Linked DNA regions of Mus musculus: regions 2 and 3 are each linked to region 1. Evidence: chromatin contacts called from public Hi-C and HiChIP or PLAC-seq data. All regions are on one chromosome and are shown on one strand. The core of a region is the stretch at or near the end of the contact, and the rest is flanking DNA. Distances in the headings are between cores, read along the strand shown.

The links. A called contact is a pair of places that touch in the nucleus more often than the background predicts. HiChIP or PLAC-seq counts read pairs in DNA pulled down with a chosen protein or histone mark.
Region 2: an H3K27ac HiChIP or PLAC-seq map of large pre-B cells shows a contact between it and region 1, with 2.2 times the contacts expected there. The contact joins two enhancer-like sites. A contact is called at or near these places in 6 of 39 promoter capture datasets (cranial neural crest, embryonic stem cells, frontonasal cranial neural crest and 2 more), 1 of 484 Hi-C or Micro-C datasets (embryonic stem cells) and 1 of 115 datasets of contacts at active chromatin or transcription factors (large pre-B cells).
Region 3: a contact with region 1 is called in a Hi-C map of CD4 T cells, with 1.8 times the contacts expected there. The contact joins two enhancer-like sites. A contact is called at or near these places in 3 of 39 promoter capture datasets (embryonic stem cells, second pharyngeal arch cranial neural crest and stem cell-derived epiblast-like cells), 3 of 484 Hi-C or Micro-C datasets (CD4 T cells and CD8 T cells) and 2 of 9 other capture datasets (adipose tissue and liver).

Annotation. Positions count from the first base shown.
Region 1 is chr5:141,016,896-141,020,291 of GRCm38.p6, forward strand. No RefSeq gene overlaps it. Among named protein-coding and RNA genes, the nearest start is that of Gm38729, 5.1 kb to the left of the region's middle. Within about 2 kb of position 1,581, at least 92 of the 459 cell types and tissues checked have an H3K27ac peak or open chromatin away from gene starts, as enhancers often do. A contact at or near this core is called in CD8 T cells, where this site is marked.
Region 2 is chr5:141,195,054-141,198,449 of GRCm38.p6, forward strand. No RefSeq gene overlaps it. Among named protein-coding and RNA genes, the nearest start is that of Sdk1, 45 kb to the right of the region's middle. Within about 2 kb of position 1,723, at least 11 of the 459 cell types and tissues checked have an H3K27ac peak or open chromatin away from gene starts, as enhancers often do.
Region 3 is chr5:140,856,969-140,860,364 of GRCm38.p6, forward strand. All of the region lies in intron 2 of Gm30804 (a long non-coding RNA gene), which reads left to right. Among named protein-coding and RNA genes, the nearest start is that of Gm52831, 5.5 kb to the left of the region's middle. Within about 2 kb of position 1,558, at least 14 of the 459 cell types and tissues checked have an H3K27ac peak or open chromatin away from gene starts, as enhancers often do. A contact at or near this core is called in CD8 T cells, where this site is marked.

The DNA.
Region 1 (3,396 bases), core at 331-2,830:
GGGCCTGCCAGTATCCTCTGGGTACAGCAATTTTCATTAAAGTGTGGTGTCCCAATCCTCCACAGTGTGGCCCACCCCGATTGATTTTTATCCATTGATCTCGTATTTTTCAAGCTTGCAGAACTCATTTATTATTCGTGATGGGGTTTAGTGGATTTCTCGGGTTTTCTACAAAACTTTGCCATCTGAGGATAGGAACAATCGTGTTTCTTTTCCTATCTGGATACCGTTCATTTCTTTTTCTTGCCTAATTGCCTGGGCTAGGACTACTAGAAGTAGCCAGAGTGGGCAGTCCTAGTTTGTTGCCATGGTAACTCATTCTTGAAACAATGTATGCTTTGGGGGCATATCCTACAGCAGGGTCCTCTGAGTGAGTTCCTACGTTCAAGTAATAACCAATGTAGCAATTTGAGGCTCACATATATATTATTAAAATCCAAAGGTAACCCCATCAGTTGTTTAGAACTTATACTCATCCAAGACTACTTTCCAGGGGGAAGATGATTGATTTCCGATATTGTGTAGGATTGCTGTTAGATTGTTCTTCTTTTCTTTCTTTCTTTCTTTCTTTCTTTCTTTCTTTCTTTCTTTCTTTCTTTCTTTCTTTCTTTCTTTCTTTCTTTCTTTCTTTCTTTTTGGTGTGTGTGTGTGTGTGTGTGTGTGTTTGTAGCTAATCACAGTTGGTTTTATGGTTACAATGTACCATTTTTGCTTGCACCCAGCATAGAGGTGCCTCTAGTACCCTACCCTTAGTTTTTGAAGGCTCACCTTACTTTTCCTGAGTCCTTTGGGTCCTTTCTTGGACTTAATCCCCTCTAATGCACAAACAGGTTCTCCTGTGGGCACGAATAATGTGTGCCCTTTTTGTATGTCTCTCACAGCATAGCACAGAAGTCCAAGGGCACACACTGTCAGAGCTGAACTTCAATGCTCTGGGGACTGTGTTCAGAGATGTAGGACAGTAGGCCTGTAGGATATGTGTCCCCTGACCCTTGCACATTCAAGCAGCTGGGTTCTGCTGTGGGATTTGCCTTGAACTCACTGTGTAATCCTGGGTCCTCAATATTTCTTTCAGTTTCCTTTTTTATATGAAATAGCACCTCTACCTACCACCACCAGCCCCGACCCCTCCCTTTCCTCTTTCACCGTTCACACACACACACACACACACACACACACACACACACACACACACACACAGAGAGAGAGAGAGAGAGAGAGAGAGAGAGAGAGAGAGAGAGAGAGATGCTTCAGAGTGGAAAGTTTTGTAAACATTGCTTTGCCACTGAGCCCAGGAAGGAGCTAAGAGTCTAATGAAAGGGGATGCCACCTGCAGGCATCACAACACTCTTCAAGGTCTTTAGCTGGCCACACACACTTAGGATGCACTTTAGGATGTTTATATGGAGTGAGGGAAATGGAGAGAGATGGTTTTCTTATACACAACTGAGAGGAGAGAGAGAGAGAGAGAGAGAGAGAGAGAGAGAGAGAGAGAGAGAGAGAGAGCTGTTTCTAGAGGAGGAGCAAGCCATAGCAGGAAAGAGGAAGTGTTTCTTCTGGCTGCTGATGCAGCTGTCAAGGGAAGGAGCTGTAAGGCCCTCACCCCTGCCTCTGAGCTTTTTACTGGGGACAGAGCCCCACCTTCCCAAGAGACACCACCTGGACTCTATCCCTGGGCTTTCTCTGCTGTAGCTGAGCCATGAAGAATGATTCTACATGAATGGTTGAAAGGAAGAGGGTATCCTGGCTCTCTAGGGGACTGGACCAATAATAACCTTTGACTCTTCCCATCTGGTCTCCCACTGCTCACTATGGTTCCTCTGATGGCTAATTTCTGTGTGTGCAGGTGCGTGTGCGTACGCACATGTGTATTCTGGAAGTCAGAGGTCAATGTTGATCTCGTGTGTGTGTGTGTGTGTGTGTGTGTGTGTGTATTTGTGGGGGACAAGAGTGGTACATGCAATTATGTGTAAGTGGAGGTCAAAGGATAACTTGAGGGAGTTGTTTCTTGTCATGATGCTGAAAACTAGGCGCTAACATTGAGATGTTGCAAGGCAAAAACTGTACTTTTCTGGCTAGGCCAGACTTACACTCTCCTCAGGAGTAGGAGAATGAAAGCAGCCCAGACCAGAAGCAGGAGGACCCTTGTATAAAAAGTGATCACAAAAGCGGAATTTTGCAGCTATTTTTATAATCATGGGAAAGGTGCTTGTTACAGGTTTATGGTCAGACAGTTAACATACCATGAAACATTTTCTGGTTAGTCAATTCTTGGAACAATGGGAACAATTTACCATGTGTAATTAAACAAGATTATCAAGAAAAAAAAATCCAAAAAAACAAACTAAAACCAAAAAAACAAGTTGACCTCTAGCTTAGGATATGACCAAAGTCTAATTAAAAAGAAAAATAGTCAGTTGTCTCTTAACATTTCTCTCTTGAGCCTTCCTAGGGTTCAACTGTGGGTCCTTAGGCTTGTTGGCAAATGCTCTTAGCTGTGGAGACATCTCACTGACCCTTAAATGTTTTCTGGCAGGAGAGACTGAGTTTGGGGCCCAGCCCTCTGCAATTACCCTGATAAGTTGACATGGGAGCTGGAGTATTCACATACTATCTTTGTTGGTCACTGTTGCTGAGGTGGCATTGTTTTGAGACAGGGTTTCTCTGTGTTGTTCTGGCTGTCCTAGAACTCACTATGCAGATCAAGCTGGCTTAAAACTCACAGAGATCCACCTGTCTCTGCCTCCCGAGTGCTGGGATTAAAGGTGTGTGCCACCACCGCCTGGCTTCATATACCATCTCTTTCCTGACACATTCTTAGGCACAGAAATGTCAGGGAAGGCATGAGGAACTTGGAGAGTAATTATGGCTGTGTCTGCCTCATTGCCCGATTCAACAGGAAACTCAGTCTCAAAACCCTGGCTGGCTGTTGTTAAGTCTGTTAGGGTTTGGTTCTGATATGCTCCTTATAGGGCCATGCTTTGAAGGTTGTTCCCATGATTATGGAGCTATTTTGTAGTCTGTGTAACCTATAAGAGATGGGATCTGGCCAGCAAAGATTGAGATGGGCCTTTGAAGGTTGTATCTTCCCTGGGTTTTCATCCTGGGCTTTGCCCTATTAGCCATTGCAACCAGAGCAGTAAATATCAGTACTAACCAGGTACTGGGAATAGAACCATTGGCATTCCCTATAGGGTCAGTACATCATCCTGAGATTCCCTCCTTCTTCTGCTGCAAGGCATCATGGGAGATGCTAGTGTTTACAGGGAGTGTAAGGCTGACTGCAAGGGGCTCTCTATGATGGAACTTCCATTCAGCTGTCATGCAAAATGAAGTGTGGCTTTGTGGTAATGCTTTGGGGTCACTCATACTTCTTATTCAAGTCCAATAAATTCA
Region 2 (3,396 bases), core at 473-2,972, 180 kb after region 1:
ATCTGTCTAAGGTTCCCAAATGCTGGAATAAAAACATGTGCAACCACCACACTGGATGTTTGATGTCACCCTGCCCCATCCTTGAGCATAAGCGTATGTGTTTGAGGTCTTGGTCTACAGTGGTTTGTTGGAGAGATTGTGGAGCCCTTAGAAGGCAGAGCTTCTCTCGAGGGAGTGAGTTGTTGTAGGGCAGGACATGTTCCTGTTTCTCCCACACATGAGGCAAGGGGTCCCTTCATTGTGGTCCCGCTGCCACCCACCCATTCTCTCTCATGATGAATGTCTATCCCCTCAAACCGAGAGTCCAAATAAACAAGTTCCCTTGCTCATGCCAGATACGTAGTCATAGTAACAAGAACAACATATGGTTATTGTTATGTGACTCTTCCTGGGGAGACATAAAGAAATGTCAATTTACCTCAAAAAAGAGAGGACAAGGACAGACCAAATAAAGGATTTTATCCAAGCCCACTTTGGTGTACAAGTGAGTTAGTTCACTGGAGTTACTTATGGGAGCATGGACCACTCATAGGCAGCTACTCTACCAGGCAGTCCCCTGAGAAACATCAATCAAGAAGGCCCATCTCTAACTACTACTTTCCCCCTTAGATAGTAATGATTCAACTCCCAGAGAGGGGAGGGGTGGAGAGGAGTAGTATTATGGCCCCTCCCCCTTTGCTCCCTCCCAGCTCCCTGGGGGAACATTATTAGTTCCAATCTAGACTAGGGAAATGGATGCAACATTAAAAGAAAAATCCGGATATGGTGCATTCACTAGTAATAGCAGCACTTGGAAGGTACAGACAGTAGGATCCCTGGGGTACCAACCTAGACTCCTAGGAACTCCAAAGGAAGAGAGGGTGGTAGGAGGGAGGGAGGGAAGGAAGGAGGAAGGGAAGTAGGGGCTGGGGATTTAGAACACATGGTTCCATAAGTAAAGTGCCTCTGAATAGACGTGAGAAGCTGAGTTCAGATCCCCAGCACCCACAGAAAAGTCAGATGTGGTAGTATATGTCGGAGAGACAGTCCTAGGTGGATCCTGGGGCTCTCTGGAGGGTCTGAAACTCCAAGCGTAGTGAGCAACCCTATCGCAAAAGAATAAGTTAAGGAGCAACGGAGGAAGTCGCCTGATACTGACATTGACATCTGGCTTCCACGAACTTGTGCACAGATGAGCAGTCACGTGAATACACCACACACACACACACACACACACACACACACACACACACACATCCTTCCTCCAACAAGAGAAAAAGAAGGAACAGTTGAAGGAAGGAAGGAGAAAAGAAAAAAGTCTAAACAAACAAACATCAATAGTCTTGCATGTGTCACCACAGTTGTGTTGGAAGATGCCAGTGGTCCAATCAATCCCCAAGGAAACAGAGATACTACAGTCACCAGAAGGATTTATGTCTTAAAAGGTGAAAGCTGCAGACACATTCTGATAGCGTCTCTCAGCTGTGGACCGGAAGGAGAGGTATAGAATTCAGTTTCCTGCTGTGTGATGCTTCCTGTCTGTGTGTTCAGTGGCAACAGATTACACTCCATCTATCCCCACCTGTGCAGCAACAGCAGTCTGGACCACAGTCCCTACCCAGCCACACTGGTACCCGCTGGCTGCTCACAATTCCCTTGGGTTTTGGTGACATTAACAAACTGATCGCGGTCTGATCTCAGCTTGAAAGATGATAGTCTGGTATGAAGCATCCTTGCACAGGCTACTCTGAAGATCAGCCGAGTTCCATTCGCAATCCAGCACCAGTCGTTTCCGGATGCTCCTGGCATCTCCTGTGCAGTGGCGGGAGCGTTCCCTGGTGCTCGGAGGTTAATCAGTTCTGCATATTCTCTGTGGTTTCCCTGGGAAAACAGATCATGAAAGACGACCGTCTGAACCAGACAGCCAGAAACAGTTGCCCAAGCTTTAGACTTTGCTGTCCTATTCTGCCAAGATGGTTGGGGTTTTTTTTTGCACTATAAAGGGAAAGACACTAATTATCCAAGGAATGCAGAAGCTAGAAAGACGCTCCAGGGGGAGAACACAATTAATAGCCCTATCTGTGGGTGCAGAACGCAGATTTGCAGTATTGACCGACAAGGCGCAAGTGTGGTAGAGTTCATCTCCGATTCTGTTTGACCGGAGCTGCTCTCAAGGGTAGCATTTGGTCATCCATTGGTTCCCCCTTTGCTTCAGAAGGAAGGAAGAAACGAAGGGAGGGGGGAAAGAGGGGGTGGGCGGGAAGGGGTAGGGGAAAGGAGGGTAAGCAGCAGGGTACTGGTGAGATGCTAGCTGAATTATGGAGTGTCCATCCAGGAAAGGGGGAGCAGCTTGAGGGCTCAGCCAAGGAGAACGCTAGAAAACAATAAATTATTTTGGCTGCTGAGAATAAGGGCTTGTTGGCTGGAAAGGCTCAGGATGGAGTGCCTGGGAAGGCAGCGAAGGAGTACAGTAGGGTTTTGATTTGAGGCCAGGCTTTTAAAGTTTTTTAAAGACAGCTGGCTCTGTGGCTGCAGCTCCATTCTTCTGTCTGCAACTCCCCTGGGGCCACACAATGCTGCCCCCAGCTTACATCTTTGCCACCTGGAGTTTGGGGGGGGGGCACGGGCAGGGGTATTTCCTGTTCTAACTTAAGCCATTTGTATATTTATTAAATCTCAGATCTGTGAATGTGTGCGGGCTCAAGGGATTAGCACACCTCCAAATGTCAAGAGCACAAGAGAGAAAATACACACCCTTGCGCTCCCTCGCGCCTGTACACACACACACACACACACACACACACACACACACACACACACACACACGCGCGCGCGCGCGCGCGCGCGCATACATACTCACCAGTTCTCTCAACTCTCCCAGTCACGCAGACTTCTTTGTGGAGTTTTTGCTCAGTGAAAGAAATCCTTGGACACCCAATCTTGTCGAAATCACTCCTAATTAATACCTTCCCGCTTCCCCACTGAAAGGGAAACAATTTACAATTAAGTCAAGCCGCCTCCGTGTAATCAATGTAACACCTTCTATGTGTGTTTTGAAACGTCCTCTCACATTTCATGATTCGTTTGTTTTACACGATGAGTAAACTGCAGACAATTATGGCGATAATATGGCTGAGGTGTTTGGTTTTTATCTCTTCGCAGTAAATTGTGGTTGTTCAAGCTTTCTCAGTAATAGTCTCCATCACATGCCCTCAATTCCTCCCCATCAGCTGGCAATAAATATGATTTTCTTTTTGAAAAAAAAAAAGAAAGTTAGCTTATAATAATTAGATCACCTATTCAACTGGCAATATAATTAAATAATTTCTTGGTAGGCATGACTCAATTAAATTAATTACACTAACACAGATATTCTATGGTACATGCCTTGAAAATGTAATATTAAGTATATTAACT
Region 3 (3,396 bases), core at 308-2,807, 160 kb before region 1:
ACTAATGTGCAGTTTTTAATCTGAGCTCTTGTGATTCAAACTCAGGCCTTTATGCTTGTGTGGCAAGCACTTTATTCACTAAGCCATCTCTCCAGGCCATCTGCACATTATTTTTTTTTGGACAGACTCTCACCAGGAGTTCAGTTTTGGCTAGGTGGGCTGAGCATGGAGTTCCTGGGGATCTCTACCTCCCTGTCGCTAGGATAACAGGCATGTACTGCCACACTCAACTTCCCATGTAGGTGATGGGGATACAAACTCAGGTCCTTCCTTATGCTTTATTACAAGTATCCCACTGGCTGAGCCAACTCCCCATCCTCTCTTTGGTAGGTTTGATATGGTCTAAGTACACAGCCTTGGATGTGGTCTAGCATTTGCTATGTAGCACAGACCTTGCAATTCTTATGCCCCAGCTGCCTATGTGCTGGGATGGCAGGTGTATATTACCATGCCCAGCTTCATCCCCAAATTTCAATGATCCACCAGCCGTGGGCTCTGGGCAGGTGCATCCACCATCAGCTCATTCCTGTCTCCCCCTGCTGGAGAACTCTAGAAGCTCAGATGAAGGGACCTTCCCCCCCCTGCCCCCCCATCTTTGTCTTTGTAGAAACTGTTTTCTAGGTTCAGGCGCAATAAGGAAATAGAAATGGTTCTTGGGGCTCAGGGGAGTCCCCTGACTCCTTCACCTTTCCCACGTGTCTCTAAAGATGGCACTTGGAGCCCCCGTGTGGCCAGGTGTAGTAGTATACGTCTGTAATCCCAGTACTCAATTGAGACAAGAGTTTCAGCTGGTTCAGGACTTGCCTGGGCTACGTAGCCAGTTCTAGGCCAGCCTAAGCTATGTAGTGGGACATGTTATAACCAAACCCAACCACATCACAGCACACCAAACCCTTGCTGCTCCCTGGGCTATTTAGCATAGGCTTTCCCAGGGCATGCTATGTGTTGGGCACTGTTTCCCATGGGCATCTGCGCAGCTCCACCTCCTCTTGGCAGGGGCTGTATAGACCATGTGGTGTCAGCCTCCCTGGGTCCCAGCGATTCATTCAGTTCTAAAGCCCAGCTGCAGTTTTTGGCTGGGGGAGTCACATGTGATCTCTGGGCCTCAGCTTCCTCTCTGATGTGTTAGAGAAGATGTATGCATACCTTAGGACCTCTAAGGTCAAGTGGGTTTCTAAGCCCTGATTCCAGGGAGGCAAAAAGACAGAGCCCAGTTCTTTGTGGGGGTTTTTCATTCCACGTGGGCCTCACTCTGCAGTGCCCACAGAACCCATTTCACTACCAAGGGAACATAGGGTCTCTTTTCTTTTCTTCTTCTGGACAGGGGCTTCACTATGTAGCCCCTGGTTGGCTTAGAACTCACTCTGTAGACCAGAGATATATTCTCCTCTGCCTCCCCAGGGCTGAGATTAAAGGTGTGCACCACCACGCCCAGGAGACGTGGTTTCTCTAGAGCCCAGTGAGGAAGCTGAGAGGTGCACAGGCATCCTGGGAGCAGGGGTTGGTGTGGTGGTGGTGGTGGGGCTTGTTGGGTGATGGGACAGGAAGTGGACTGCATGGGAGCCATGACTAGGACTTGTGCTTTGCTGTCCCCTGCTGGTAGACCTATGGGAACCCCTACAGACTCATCCAGAGCTACCCTCCACAAGTGGCTTCAGCCTCTAAGAGAAGAGGTTTGAAGCCTGGGGCTAGAGTCCCTTCCCATGACCACCTGCTTCCTATGACCGGAGTTCCTAGCTCTAAGTGCAGCTATGTCTCTGGGTGCACCTGGGCTCATTCTACCCAGAGTGCTGTGTGTGGGCAGCACCTGCCTTCATCTGTCAGTTGATCTGGCCAGACCGGTGGTTCTCAAACTGTGGGCTGCAACTCCTTTGGCGGTCTCTTTCACAGGGGTCACCATAGACCACTGGAAAACACAGGTGTTCACATTAGGACTCATAACAGTAGCAACCTCACAATTAGGAAGTAGCAACAGAAATAATGTTATGGTTGGGGTCACCACAGCCTGAGGACCTGCATTAAAGGACTACAGCCATTAGGAAGGATGAAAACCACCGGGCTAGGCCATGGCTGATGAACAAGGAGTAAATCAATAGGCTCCAGGTGGGAACTGTTGGCATCGGTCAGATGGAACCATAGGGCTTGCTCGTGGAAGAGAAAACTGAACAAACCGTCCCAGACTGTGCTGAAAACATCTTCAGAAAATACTAGGATCCTGAGGGATTCTAGGCAGGGGCTCCACCACTGAGCCAAGCCCCCAGCCCCTCACTGGGGGATTCTAGGCAGAGGCTCCACCACTGAGCCACACTACTGCCTCTCACTGGAGGATTCTGGAGGTCCTGTTATCCATCTCTCTCTCTCTTCCAGTTTTACCTGCACATTTAGTGTACATCTGGTCCCTTGGTGTATAGGAAAAAATGTCCCATGTTCCAGGTGTCCCAGTTAGCATTGGAGTGTGTCCCAGGGGCAGCACATGTACGTTTCCTGACTGGGGAAGATCGCTTCCTTCAGCAGCATCTGCCATCCCCTATCACACTTTCTCTTTAAGTATAATCACTCTTTTTGGTACATAGCATGCATGCACTTCTACATGTTTGTGGGTGGAGACCAGAGCTCAACTTTTAGTGCTACTCCTCAAGAGCTGTCATGTACATATGTATGTATGTATGCATGCATGAATACAGCTTTAGATTTATTTATTTTGTGTGAGCCTATACATGTACGGGCACATAAAGCACAGTATGCACATTTCACTTGGTGAAATCAGTTTACTGCATTCTCCTTTACATGGGATCTGAGGCTTGAACTCAGATCAGCAGGCTTGTGCGCGGCAAGGGCACCTTTATCTGCCAAGCCATCTTCTCCCAAAAGGTTTACTTATTTTTATTTTTTTATGTGTAGAGATGTTTTGCCTGCAGCTAAGTCTGTGTACTACTTGTGTGCAGTGCTCACAGACGCCAGAAGAGGGTGTCAGAGCCTCTGGCATTGGAGTTCCAGGTGGCTGTGAGCCATCTTCCTTGACTTTTTCCATGGATTGTAGGGAGCTCAGGTCCCCATGCTAGAGCATCCAGTACTTATGGAAGGAACTATCTGTCCGTTGTCCCCTCACTTTCATCGGTAATTCCAGTAACTGGATCATAAGAGGAAACTTTGTAAGTCAATTGTGGTAGCCCACACCCGAAATCCTGGCATTCAGGAGGTGGAAGCAGGAAGACCCAGGATGCCTGGATTACATACAGAGAACCTGTGTTTTTCAAAGAGAAAGGAGGGGAATGGGGAGAGAGAGGGGGGTATGCATCACCGTAATTTATGAACTTATGGGAAACCTGCATTGCTTGCCAATGATAGATGATAACAGAAAATCAAGATCATCAATATACTTTGTAGTCTCATAGT